3 separate regions of the Mus musculus genome follow, and regions 1 and 2 are each linked to region 3. The links are chromatin contacts, called in public HiChIP or PLAC-seq and promoter capture Hi-C maps. All regions are on one chromosome and are shown on one strand. The core of a region is the stretch at or near the end of the contact, and the rest is flanking DNA. Distances in the headings are between cores, read along the strand shown.

Region 1 (4,020 bases), core at 1,387-3,886, 1.0 Mb before region 3:
CCCCGACCACCGAGGTCACTGCCTGCCGGACCTGCCGCAAGAGAATAGAGAAGCGTCACTCATGAGTCCCTGGGAAGGGTGGCTCAGAGTCCTGCTGTGGGGATGTTAGTCCTGAAACAGGGGTGGGCACAGCAGCCCCCACCCCCGACAAATGAGAGAATCACTGCTGATGCAGAACTTCCTAACACCCACTAGCTCTGTCCTCTGTGGATTCACTGTCCCCTGGCAATATACCGTGTTTGCAGCCTTCTTTGTCACCATGATACCTGGGTGTTTTATGGGTTGTAGTGATGATAGATGCACCTTGTATGACATTTGACAGGACTCTATGACAATTCTATAGCAAGCAAACAGAGATATGCATGGGGAACTGCTTACTGGCTGGGACGATGATAACTGGGTACAGGCAACAAATGTACCAACATTGTGGCTGTAATTCACAAGGCTGTGTGTGGTGCAGAGGACGGACTCTAGCACCTCGTACATGCTGAGCGAGTGCCCTACGTCTGAGCTACAACCCCAACCTGGAGACGATTAACTCAATTCACGAGTTTGAGGTGAGTGGGTGAACCACGCACATGTGAATGATGATGTGATGTGATAGAGAGGTATACAAACAAGATAGAAAGATGGGCTGCGAGCCTATAGCAGGATGGGGCAGGACATGCAGGCTGGGCACCTGCACAAGTGACGCAAGTGCGGAAGCAGGAGGGTCCTGATACACTCAGGCCAACACGGTCATCAAAGGGAGGGGACACAACTTGTTACTGTGTGGAGGGTCTGACTGTGATGGAGACAGCTTTCGGTTTTTCTGGAGCATGCTGCCCGCTTCTCCTCCTCCCACCTAGCCAGGGTCATGTGCTCCCCCTTCACTTGTTTCCTCCCTTGGAGACAGAGCCTGCCTACCACCAGTCCTTTCTCTTTAGGGGACATTACCATAAGCCACAACAGTCTAAGGTCTGAGACAGGCCTGTGCTCTGAAAGCCAGTGAGTGCTCTGTCTACATCTGGAGGGCTCCTGTCTGCCCCCCACCAGCATGGAGACCACCCCAGCACCGGACTTCCACTTCCGTTCTGTCCTTCCCGGCAAGGCCCTAAGCACTAGGCCCTGCACTGAAATTCTCTCAGTGGATGAGCACATGAGGACACTTCTATTAACAGAAGCACATGGTTTCAGGACTGTCAAGCAGAAAACTCCCAGTACCTGAGGGACGTCATCGAAGAGTCTTTGAGCAAAGTGGGAAAGGACATCATCCACCGAGTTCCCACTGCCAAACTGGATCACAGTGCCCGTGGCTTCGATAACGGCTACCCGGACCTTCCAGTGCTGGTGGGAGATGGTCTGCATCAGGGGGCCTATCAAGGACTCCGATTGCATGTGGAAGTGCTCTGTGGGATTAGGGAGGCTGCTGGTTATGCGATACAGCTGCATGGGGCCCTGTTCTGTGGCTACCATCAAACCTTCCTCTGGCCTCTGCTAGCCTCAGCTCCCACTTTTTCTCTCCAATGGTGCTGGGAGCTGCTTATGCTCCAGGCATCCGGAGGGATATATACACCTATTTCACAAAGTTGGCTCCCCCCTACCCCCGGGAAGACTTTAAACACTAGGTAGGGCCTCTTAACTTTTCCAAACTCTAGTCTAGAAGGAAAAAAGGGAAAAAGCCCTGATCAAGCAGGGCTGTAGATAGAGGGTAGAAATAAACGAGAAGCAGCCTCCCTTCATCCAGGAAGTTAGTGACCCGTGTCAGAGACAGAGAAGACACTGGAGTAAAGAAACTGAGTTGAGTTGTCCTTTCCCACATGAGTCCCATAACCCAGCATAAAAATGATCATGAAATGGGTGTGACACAGGTCTGAGAGTCTAGCACTTTAGGCTGAAGTAGAAGCAGCGTTATGTTTGACACCAGCCAGGGCTACATGGTGAGATCTCTTGTCTCGTGCCCCCTCCCATCGGAAATGACCTTACGAAGGAACCAGCCCACTTTAGTTCAGTTTCTGGACATCTAGGTAACCAGGGAAGCGGATAGGACGCTCACCCGGAGTGGCACGGGCCAGAGCGGCTGCGCACTCGCAGCCCTCCCGGCGCACCGCAGCGAAGGGGTCGAGCAGCGCGGCCCGCAAGGCGCGCACGGCGTCGTCCAGGTGGGGCGCGAGCGCGGCGCCGCCCAGGTCTACGGCGAGGTGGAGCAGCTGCACGAGGGCGAGACGCAGCTCCTCGCAGGGCTCCGGCGGCGGCCGCGCGAGTTCAGGTCGGGCCAGGCGTGCGCTGAGCGCCGGCAGCAGACGCGGCAGAGCGTCGCGGGGCCGCGCGGCGCGGCGCAGGCCAAGGTCGAGCAGGTGAGCGGCCAGCGCGCGGCAGCCCTCGGCCGGATCGCTTAGAAGCCGCAGCAGGCGCGGCAGCAGCAGACGGGCCCAGGGGCCCTGGAAGGCCGCGGAATCCGCGCCGGGCCGCACCGCCTCTTCCAGTACCTGCTCCAGAGCCTCCAGAGCGCGCCGCCGCCCCAGCTTACTTTCCGTCTCCAGCCCCGGTAGCAGGCGGCTTAGCGCGCGGGTCAGTTCCGCGGCTTCAGCCGCCTCGGTTAAGCCCGGGGCCGCGGCCACCTCCGCCTCCGCCGGCGCCGCCATCTTGAGCGCGTTGCCTGTCTCCAAGGGAACCGGCGCTAGTACGATGGTCCGAGCACGCTTTACGGCAAGACTTCCGGCTGCCTGGGTTGCTCGAGGCTGAGTGTGCGCCCCTTAGGAGTGATGCTGGGGGAGGGGCAGGGAGTAAGGGAGAGGCGGGGCCAGGGAAGTGGGCGGGCAAAGGGCTTAGAGGGCGGAGTGACGGGCAGGAGGACGAGAGAGGCTAAGAGAAGCAAGTGTAATTGGCTAGGTCCGGGAGTCTGGGGTGGGGCGCGAACCTTGAGGGCGAGGCAGAAGACAGCAAGCTCGGCAAGGGCCTTGGGCGAAAGAGGTAGTGGGCGGTACGAGGGGGTTGGTAGGCGGGACACGGGCCTCTTGGGTAGGGGCTTAGTGTAAAGAGAGGGGAATAAGGGATAATGGGAGGGGAAAGAACCAAATAGGCGGGGTGTGGACTTCGGGAGCATTGCAGGAGGTGGCAGGCGGAGCCCTGGTTTTGTGGGCGGGGCGAAGAATAAGGGTCTACGGGAAGGAGGCGGGGCAAGGAGTAGTGGGTTGGATGGGGGGGTAGGTGGGCGGGGCATGGGCCGCGCAGCTGGCTGACAAGTTTCAATAATAGGTGGGGTGCAGGTTTGGGGAAGGGACATAAAGCTCGAGGGAGGGGTGGGGGTCTGAGTAAGGTGAAGCGTGAGGATTGAGGTGCCTGAGACAAGGGCTGACAGGTGGGACGCAGGCCTTAGGGCGTGGCAAATGGCTAGGGGCGAGGCCAAGAGTGGGGCTGTCCTGTGCCTGAGTCTGGAACTTGGCCTGAGTGGCCAAGCTTCTGCAAGCCTGCACCTTCAGGTTCCTTTCCTCAGGGGCAGCTTAAGCTGAGGTTCTTTCTAATGGTGTAGATATGGCTGATCCTTACTGGGTTCCTCAGAGGTCATGAAGAAGTCAAGTGTGAATCTGCCACACGGTCTGACCTCAGTTTAGACATGAGGTATGCTCGATGGCTGGAAGTGTTTTTTTAGGGGGTCAGAGATGGTATTGTCAGTGGTCAGGACCCCCCACTGGGCACTTCCTAGGCCTGACTCAGTGCTGCATGACTTGGGCATCCAAACGAGTCACATCTGAGAACAGGCTTATAATGTTAGGGGTTGGGTTTTGTAACAAATTTGGCCTTTTTTTGTTGTTGACATTAGTTTTGTGGGAAATTGGTGTGAACCCTTAGGTGTTTTGAATGTGGCGTGGAAGCTTTAGGGGAACCATGTAAAATTGCTTAGGGTGGCAAAAGAGTTGTGAAGAGAGGTGACTGGCCAAGCAAAGGCTTGGTGTTAGAGGTGTCATGGACTCGTATGTCAAAGTCTTAAGCCTAGTCCATCAGAGTGTGAGTGTCTGGAGGTAGGATCTTTGCAGATGT
Region 2 (4,234 bases), core at 1,008-3,507, 1.1 Mb after region 3:
TAAGTTAGCATACTGGTGAGTTGTAGATCAACCCAGTTCTGGCAGGAACCCATCCCTCATTACCCACCTCTAACCACCGTCCTCACCTAAGGCTCCATTGAGGTTCTGAAAGATCCGGGATTTATGGTCCAGACTCAGTTTGAGTTTCTCCTAGATGGCATAAGATGGAGCAGTGAACGGAGGGGGGACAGGTGACACTATATCTCTCTTTCTCCAACTCCCTTTATGCCTCCCCTCCTATTCAACTGGAGAGGGGGTTCCTGTCCCTGAGTCTCCCTACCCGCAGCCCTGGGTCCAGGTACAGTTGAGTGTAGAACAATTGATCATCATCGTCGTCTTTGTAGTTCCACTGGCGGACAATCTGATGGATGGTGGGAGCAAAGCCGATGAATCCTGGGGGGGTGGCAAGCAGAAGTGAGTTAGACCTCCCGAGACTGCCAGGGTCCCCGACTCAAGCACCCAGAGCATGCAATGCCCGCTCCACTGGGGGAGGGAGAGATAGAGAGGGGACAAGTCTGTCTTGGGAACTCGGCCACTCACCACCAGAGTTGAGGAAGCGCTTCCCCATGCCCACCTCAGGGTACTGCTCTGCCAGCCCCCACTCAGGCCAGCAGAAGCTCTCAGCAGAGAACAGCAGATGACTGCCACTCTGAACAAACTTCTTCAGCAGCTCTGTCGGGCTGCTTGCCAGAATCACGTCGTAGCTGGGCAAGAAAAGGGGAAGACGAGAGCCAGGAGGAACCTCAGTCTCTTTTTCTCTCTCCATAACCAGTTTCCCACTCTTTCCACCCCAGCCCTCCTTACCTGTCCACAAACATGATGATCATGTCTTTCTGATCTGCATATTTCTCCATTTCCTTCTTGAGCCACCTGACCTTCTGGCCTCCACCAACTGTTCGAGCCACATCACCCCCTCGCCACTCCTGTCCCAGGCCCAGGGTCTGCAGGAAAGATCCCACCCCCACGCAGCGGAAGAGGTTCAGCTGGCCAAGATGAGGAAACAGGACCAACCCCCACGACCCCTGCCCTCTCCCGCTGGAATTTCTCCCATGGGTCCCCCCACTCACCCGTACAGTGTAGTTAAAGAACTCCGCAGACTGCAGAAAACGCCGGTACCCCTCTGTCTCTGCCGTAGCCACAGTGATCACCAGCAATTTGTCTGTCATAGCCAGAGAACTGGCACTTAAGACACGGCTTAGTGTCCCACGTGTTTATCCCTCTGTATCACCCCCGACACACACACACACACACACACCTCCATATTACTTCACTAAAGTTCTTTCAGCACATTTGATCTCCAGAAGAGTCGGGTGAGAGTAACATACACGAATGGGGGCTGGGGTGTTCCTGTCTGTCTGGGGAGCCTGGAACCCCAAGTTCTGCATGAGAGGCTAATGCACTGGGAAGGCTGGACACTCCCTTCCAGGCTGGCGGACGTGTCGACCCTGCCCACTGGCCGCCCGGGTTCTCACCTGGGTTGACAGCATTGGCGCCCCGGGGTCGATCGGAGGCAGAAGTTACGGGGGGCAGCGGCGGCAGCAGCAGCAGGAGCAGGAGCAAAAGCCGGGGTTCCGGGCCTGCCGCAGCCATGGCTAGCAGCACGCTTAGGCTACACCCAGGCCCGCACCGGCGCTGAGCTGAGCGCCTGGATTCCGACGCCCCGGGAAGATTCTGGGAAAAGGGGAAACCGAGCCCGCTGAGAGGAGGAGCTGTGCTCGGGACTCCGCCCTGGAAAAAAGGCGTAACCCGAGGCCACCGAAAACCCGAGATGCAGACGGCGAGACAAGGCAAGGATTGTCCCGCGGGCGCGGGCTGGAGGGTGGGGAGGAGCCGAGGGTCCGGTCCTGGGCACTGCCTGACTCACACCGGAGCAACCGAATCCCCCCGGGAGGGGAAGTGACCTTTTGAGGAGGGTCCAGGCGACGCGGGGGCGGGTCTTGACCACAAGTCTGACCCGGAGGAACACAGGACAGCAAGGCCTGGGGTGGCGCGCGGCGGGGGCGACGGGCCCGGAGGGGCCGGGAAGCCGGAGGCGGGATCGCGCGGACATCCTCGTGGGTCTGGGTTCAACAAAGCCACCGAACCTGCCTATCCTGTCCCGCAGCGCGGGGACACGCACCGGGGATGCAAAGGGCACAGGGACAAGAGCGCTCCCCTAAAGACCACCCACGCCAGTTTTTAAAAAGTGACCATTTGCAGGCGGCTCTCAGATTTTTTTTTTTGGGTAACCACAATGCGACCGGAATTAGGTTTGCCCCTATCAAAGATGGCGGAAAGCGAAAGCTTGCTGATCTCCAAGGGAACATCACGTAATGACTTCAAGCGGGAGGGGAAAGACTGCGCACGCGTATGTGTGCACGCCACCGGAAGGGGTGTGCTCAGAGCAAGGGTCGGTGGTTAGTACGCGTGCGCAGTAGGCTCTTCTGTCAACTGTGTTGCGCCAATGGTGGAGAAGAAACCCGCCGGTATGTGAGCCTTGAGTGGTTCGCCCTTTTGTGCTTCCCAAGTTCAAATTCAGCCTAACATCTCCCCGCCTAGCTTTTCACGTCAATTACCTTCGCTCAGTGTTGGGGCAGTCTCGGAACCATTAATTCGTGTTTTGTGACTGCTTGCTTCAGCAGACGTTGGGGATGGAGAGGATGTGTTGTCTCTCCAAAGCCCGGGTGCTATGAGCAGTGGTACTCACCTCGGCTTCTGGATTGTTTTGCTTTTGTTTTTTTTTTGTTTTTTGTTTTTTTCTTCGAGACAGGGTGCGTACCCTTGGCTGTCCTGGAACTAGCTCTGTAGATTAGGCTGGCTTGGAACTCACAGAGATCTGCCTGCCTCTGCCTCTACACTGCTGGGATTAAAGGCGTGCGCCACCATCGCCCCACTTTCCTCCAGCTTCTGGATGTTGGATGGAGGGAACAGAGAAACTTAGGAAATCAAAGGGCTTGGCTTTGGGTACTACACAAACACGTGCACACACACACACGAACATACACACTTCATTCCTTCCTTTCTCTCTTTTTTTAATGTAGCCTAGGCTGCCTATGTAAATTAGGCTGGACCTCAGCCTCTTGGTGTCCTGTAGTCCTGAAGTCTGTGGTTTGGGGGAGTTCTGGTTTGAGACTGGCATGTTATGGGAAACCCAGCACCAGGAATGGGCAGGTGAGATGGTGCATGCAGTAGGTAAAGTTGCTTGCTGCCAAGCCTGACTACTTGAGTTCAGTCCCCAGGATCCACATGATAGGAGAAAAGGCTTCCATACAGTGTCCTCTGATCTCTGCACGTGTACTGCAACACCTACATGTGCACAGAAACACTCAGAATAAATGCACTTTTTGAAGAAAGATAGAAATACAAGAAAAAGAGGTCAGAGATGAGCCCCTGCTGATAGGGTGTTGTCCAGCATGCCCAAAACTCTTGCTCCATCCCCAGCATCACATAAGCCTGGTGTGGCTGTGCACAGGAGGTCATCCCAGGCCAGCCTGGGCTTCCTGAGATCCTATTGAAGGTTGTGGGGGTGAGAAAGGGACAGGCCAAAGAGCGCTATCAATTAAAGAAAAAGGACAGGCAGAAGCAGCCTCGAGAGCAAGAGAGGAGACAAAATGTCGGGATAGGAAATATATCCAACAAGATAGGGGGACATCTGGGAGCCACACTGGGGAGACTTTTAGTCCAAGGAAGGTAGTCGGTGCAGTCACAGGGCACAGGCATGCGTCTCAGGCTGAAGGAACATTCTAGAAATGTACACTGGATTTTGCCCTACTGAATCACAGGTCTTGAGAATATGGAGGCCAGAAGTCAATACTGTGTCAATTCTCAAAGGCGCTCTTTATTTTAATTTGTGTATGTGTGCTGCTCTGTGCAGGTGAGTGTAGGTATCCATGAAGGACAAAAGAGGCAGTTGGAATTACAGAAAGTTGTGAGCCACCCTCATGGCTGCTGGTCCTGGGTCCTGGAAACAGCTGTAGCACTCTGCAAGAGCAGGGAGCGCTGTTAACCACTGAGCCCTCTCTCCAGCTGCAATTTATTGTGTCTCCAGTTATTGCTGGGACTGGGAGGACTTAGAGGCAGCATAAAGGGCCGAAACAAGCTTGCCAAGCTGGAAGAAAGCAGGGTGAAGATCTGGGAATTCCTCACAGCATAATGAAGGGGCCGAGGCGAGGAGACTGGGGCTCTAGGCAACGGCAGTGCAACTTTCCTCCTGTCTTGACCCCGGTAACTCTCTTTGCCCCATCTAGTTCGCTCC
Region 3 (3,760 bases), core at 810-3,309:
AACAAAACAAAAAACAAAAACAAAAAAAAAAACAAACAAAACAAAACCAAAAAAAAAACCAAAAAACCAAAAAGAAGAAAAGAAAAAATCTGGTACTAAAGTATCTTGGCATCTTGCTCCCTGCACACAAAGAAAGCCAATGTTTCACATTTGGTAATGCTGAGCTTGCCATGTGAAGATGCCCTCCAGGTCTTGGTTTCTGAAAATTCCTTAAATAGTCATAAAATCAAAAAGTATGTGGGTAGAAAAACAGGCCTAATTTAACACTTTCATAGAAAAAAAAAAAAAACTTTAAAAAGGCTACCTAAAGCAGGGTGTGGTATGTACACCTTAATCCCAGCACATGGAAGGTAGAGGCAGGAGGATCTCTGAGTTAGAAGCCAGCATAGTCAACAGAGTTCCAGGACAGACAGGGCAACACAAAGAAACCCTGTTTTGAAAAATAACAAAAAAGCAAAACCAAAGCTATCTAAAGGTTGTTTTGTTTTGTTTTTAAAGATTCATGTATTATTTTATGTCTAAGAGTACACTGTTGCTGTTTTCAGACACACCAGAAGAGGGCATAAGATCACATTACAAATGGCCATGAGCCACCAAGTGGTTGCTGGGATTTGAACTCAGGACCTCTGGAAGAGCAGCCAGTAGTGCTCTTAACCACTGAGCCATCTCTCCAGCCCCTATCTAAAGGTTTAACTCAACTGACAAGATGGCTCAGTGGGTAACAAATGCAACCGACCTGCTGCCTGTTTTGAGACTGGTGTCCATGTAATGGAAGGGAAGCAGTCAACTATGCCAACTATCCTTTGACTCACACACACACACACACACACAGAGTAAAAAAATAAAAACCTAACTCTCGAAGTCTAGCAGCAGGCTTTTGGTCACTTCCCAATTTTTCCCTCCTTTATGCGAATTCTACAGTTTATAAGTCCCCCCCCCACACACACACACTCCCTTAATCAGCCTCAAATTCATTCTGTGCAAGACGAAGTGTAAACAAATCAAACTATCACAGATTGCATCAAATGAACAGCAATTATTACCTTGTAGTAGATAATGCCCTTAAGACACTCTGCACTTGGAAACTCCAAGCTGAAGTCGTGGTGGTGCATACCTGTAATTACAGCACTGAAGAGAACAGAGACAGGAGGATCACCAATTATACACCAGTGTAGGCCATACAGTAAGACCCCGTCTCAAACCGAGCAAACTAATTTTCAAAAAGCTTCCAGGCAGGCCAATAATTCTGAAGAGCATAACTACTGGGCAGATCTAGTAGCTCAGAGTGAGCCAAATTCTGCATCATTTCAATAGCCCTGAACCAATACTCAGTCTCTCTTCAGAAGCCTTCCACCACTTGAAAAACAATTTTCCTGTATTGATTTTGTTGTTGTTGTTCACAATTCTTTAAGTGTCCCCTTTCAACAGATTTCCAACTATGTCAGCCACCAAATAAATCAATCACCTTTCTATCCTATACGCGTTTTACAAACGATCGTCTAAAAATCTTTCCAGACTTGAGCAAATCCTTGTCCAGTGCGCACAAAGCCCACCGGGACCAATTCCCCGCCTGGACTGGACAAGACTCAAGACTGAGGAGATTCGGGTTTTCAGAGGTTTCTACACTTGGGCTTATTCTTAACAATTAGTTCTGAGTTTAGATCTCAGGGCTCTTGCTGGGGAAGAAAGAGGGCAGTTTCCGTCAGGTAACAGACAATAACGGAGAGACTAGAAATGCGATTCCGGAAGCAAAAGAATCAGGGTTTTGTTCCAGGGAGCCCTCGGGGGTGGAAAAGCCTTTCCTTAGAGCGGGCGCCGACGACGGCTGGGCGGGGCGCTCCTCCTCAATCTCCCAGAACCACCATGGAGGAACTCCCCGAACCAGAACCACAGTCGCTAAACCCGTCCCACCCTCTCGAAATCTTTTGGCCAACGCTCCCCGACCGCTAGGCTAACCTGGGACTCGCAGGCTCACCGTGACTCAGAACCGCTTTGGAGTCTGGAATCCTCACAGCGGCTGAACGACAGCACCACCGGAAGCGCGTCAGAGCCCCGCCCCTCTGGAGGGGGAGCAGCCGCCCCTCTAGGAATCCGAGCGTTGTCGGTATCCTGTTTCACCGGAGGCTGCGACTGTCCTGGTTGTGATCTGTTTCTCCCCCTATTTCTTTTTTTATTCTCATTCTCTCTTCCTACCCCCTCCCTTTTCTTTCTTTCGTTCATTCTTTTTTTGAGGGTGGGTGGTTTTTGGAGGGTTATGCGGCCCTGGCTGCCCTGAAACTCACTCAATAGACCAGGCTGGCCTCGAACTCAGGGATTTACTTGCCTCTGCCTCTCGAGTGCTGGGATTAAAAGCATGAGCCACCACTGCCTTGTTTTTGAGACAAACATGTCATTAGCCCTAGCTAGCCTGGAACTCTATGTATACCAGGCTGACCTCGAACTCTATAAACGATCCACTTGCCTCTAGATCAGTGAGTGAGTAAAGAGCTCATGCGTGAGGACCTACATTTGGATTTCCAGCACCACATAAAAAGACTATGGTACATCACATGCCTGTAATCCGAGTGCTGGGAGGACCCCTGCAGTCTGTTGTCTGGGCAGCCTAGCTCCAGATCAGTGACACCTTGTCTCAAAAACAAGGTAGAGAAGCAATTGAAGAAGACAGCTAACATTAACCTCTGGCCTTCACATGTTTGCAAACACACTGTGTACATGAGCACTGTAACAGTTAGGGTTCTCTAGAGTCACAGAACTAAGGGAATGTCTGTCTATACTGAGTGAATTTATTGTGATAACTTACAGTCTGTACCCCAGCAATGGTCCAAGAATCTAGTAGTTGCTCAGTCCCACGAAGCTAGGTGTTCCAGCTGGTCGTCTGTAGAAGTAGATTCCAACAGATGTGCTGGCAAGTAAGTGCAAGCAGCCGAAGAAGAGGGACTCTTCCTTCTTCCAATGTCCTTAAGCAAATCTCTAGCAGAAGGTGTGGCCCAGATTAAGTGTGTACCACCATGCCTGGCTCTTAGAACTCAGAGATCTCTTTGCCTTAGTTTCCTGGGCCTAAGTTTTTCTTTTTTGTTGTTCTTGTTTTGTTTTGTTTTTGTTTGTTTGTTTGTTTTTTGTTTTTTCAAGACAGAGTTTTTCTGTGTATCCCTGGCTGTCCTGGAACTCACTCTGTAGACCAGGCTGGCCTCGAACTAAGAAATCCACCTGCCTCTGCCTCCCAAGTGCTGGGATTAAAGGCATGAGCCACCATGCCCGGCATGGACCTAAGTTTCTCATGGCCACTATGCCTCAAGATCTCCATGCCAAGATCCAGGTCAGAATCTTCTTCCAGCCTCAAGATCTGGATCACAGGTGGATTGTAGTTCATTCCAGATAGAGTCAAGTTGACAACCAGGAATAGCCATTACAATCAAAAACACAGAGAACAATCTGCCTGAGTTCTTGTTTATGTATGAAGAAAGCAGTGTCTTGGCAGATCAGATCCAGTGTGTACTAGAGTGTAAATTGATAGCAAAGCTGAGACAAGATTTTGATTCTCTATTTGTGTATGCTTGTTCTACCACTATAGATTTTTCTTTCTGTGCTGGGGGAGGGGGGTAGAACCCAATGCCTTATGCAAGCTAGCACTTCTCTCCATCATCAAGTTATTTACCTAGCTCTGAAGACATTATATATATTAATAATTAGAGCTAGGTATGCCAGTACACAATCGTAGCCCCAGCACTTCCGAGTTGGAGGTTGGGTGATCAGGTATTTT

Evidence for each region. HiChIP or PLAC-seq counts read pairs in DNA pulled down with a chosen protein or histone mark. Capture Hi-C pulls out chosen DNA fragments and counts their contacts.
Region 1: a contact with region 3 is called in a FOXA1 HiChIP or PLAC-seq map of pancreatic cancer cells. The contact joins the promoter of Dnaaf5 here to the promoter of Zscan21 in region 3.
Region 2: a promoter capture Hi-C map of adipose tissue shows a contact between it and region 3, with 2.8 times the contacts expected there. The contact joins the promoter of Plod3 here to the promoter of Zscan21 in region 3.

Annotation. Positions count from the first base shown.
Region 1 is chr5:139,148,851-139,152,870 of GRCm38.p6, reverse strand. Dnaaf5 (dynein, axonemal assembly factor 5) reads right to left here and starts at 2,636. Exons shown (of 13, transcript NM_001081265.2): 1 at 2,036-2,636; 2 at 1,204-1,388; 3 at 1-31. The coding sequence starts at 2,624. It also overlaps a transcript of Prkar1b not described here.
Region 2 is chr5:136,985,042-136,989,275 of GRCm38.p6, reverse strand. It overlaps Plod3 (procollagen-lysine, 2-oxoglutarate 5-dioxygenase 3), which reads right to left and starts at 2,257. Exons shown (of 19, transcript NM_011962.3): 1 at 1,473-2,257; 2 at 1,068-1,159; 3 at 805-941; 4 at 541-704; 5 at 281-393; 6 at 87-150. The coding sequence starts at 1,590. Znhit1 (zinc finger, HIT domain containing 1) reads left to right here and starts at 2,372. Exons shown (of 5, transcript NM_001310747.1): 1 at 2,372-2,465; 2 at 4,227-4,234. The coding sequence starts at 2,444.
Region 3 is chr5:138,115,204-138,118,963 of GRCm38.p6, reverse strand. Zscan21 (zinc finger and SCAN domain containing 21) reads right to left here and starts at 2,059. Exons shown (of 5, transcript NM_011757.3): 1 at 1,957-2,059; 2 at 1,044-1,128.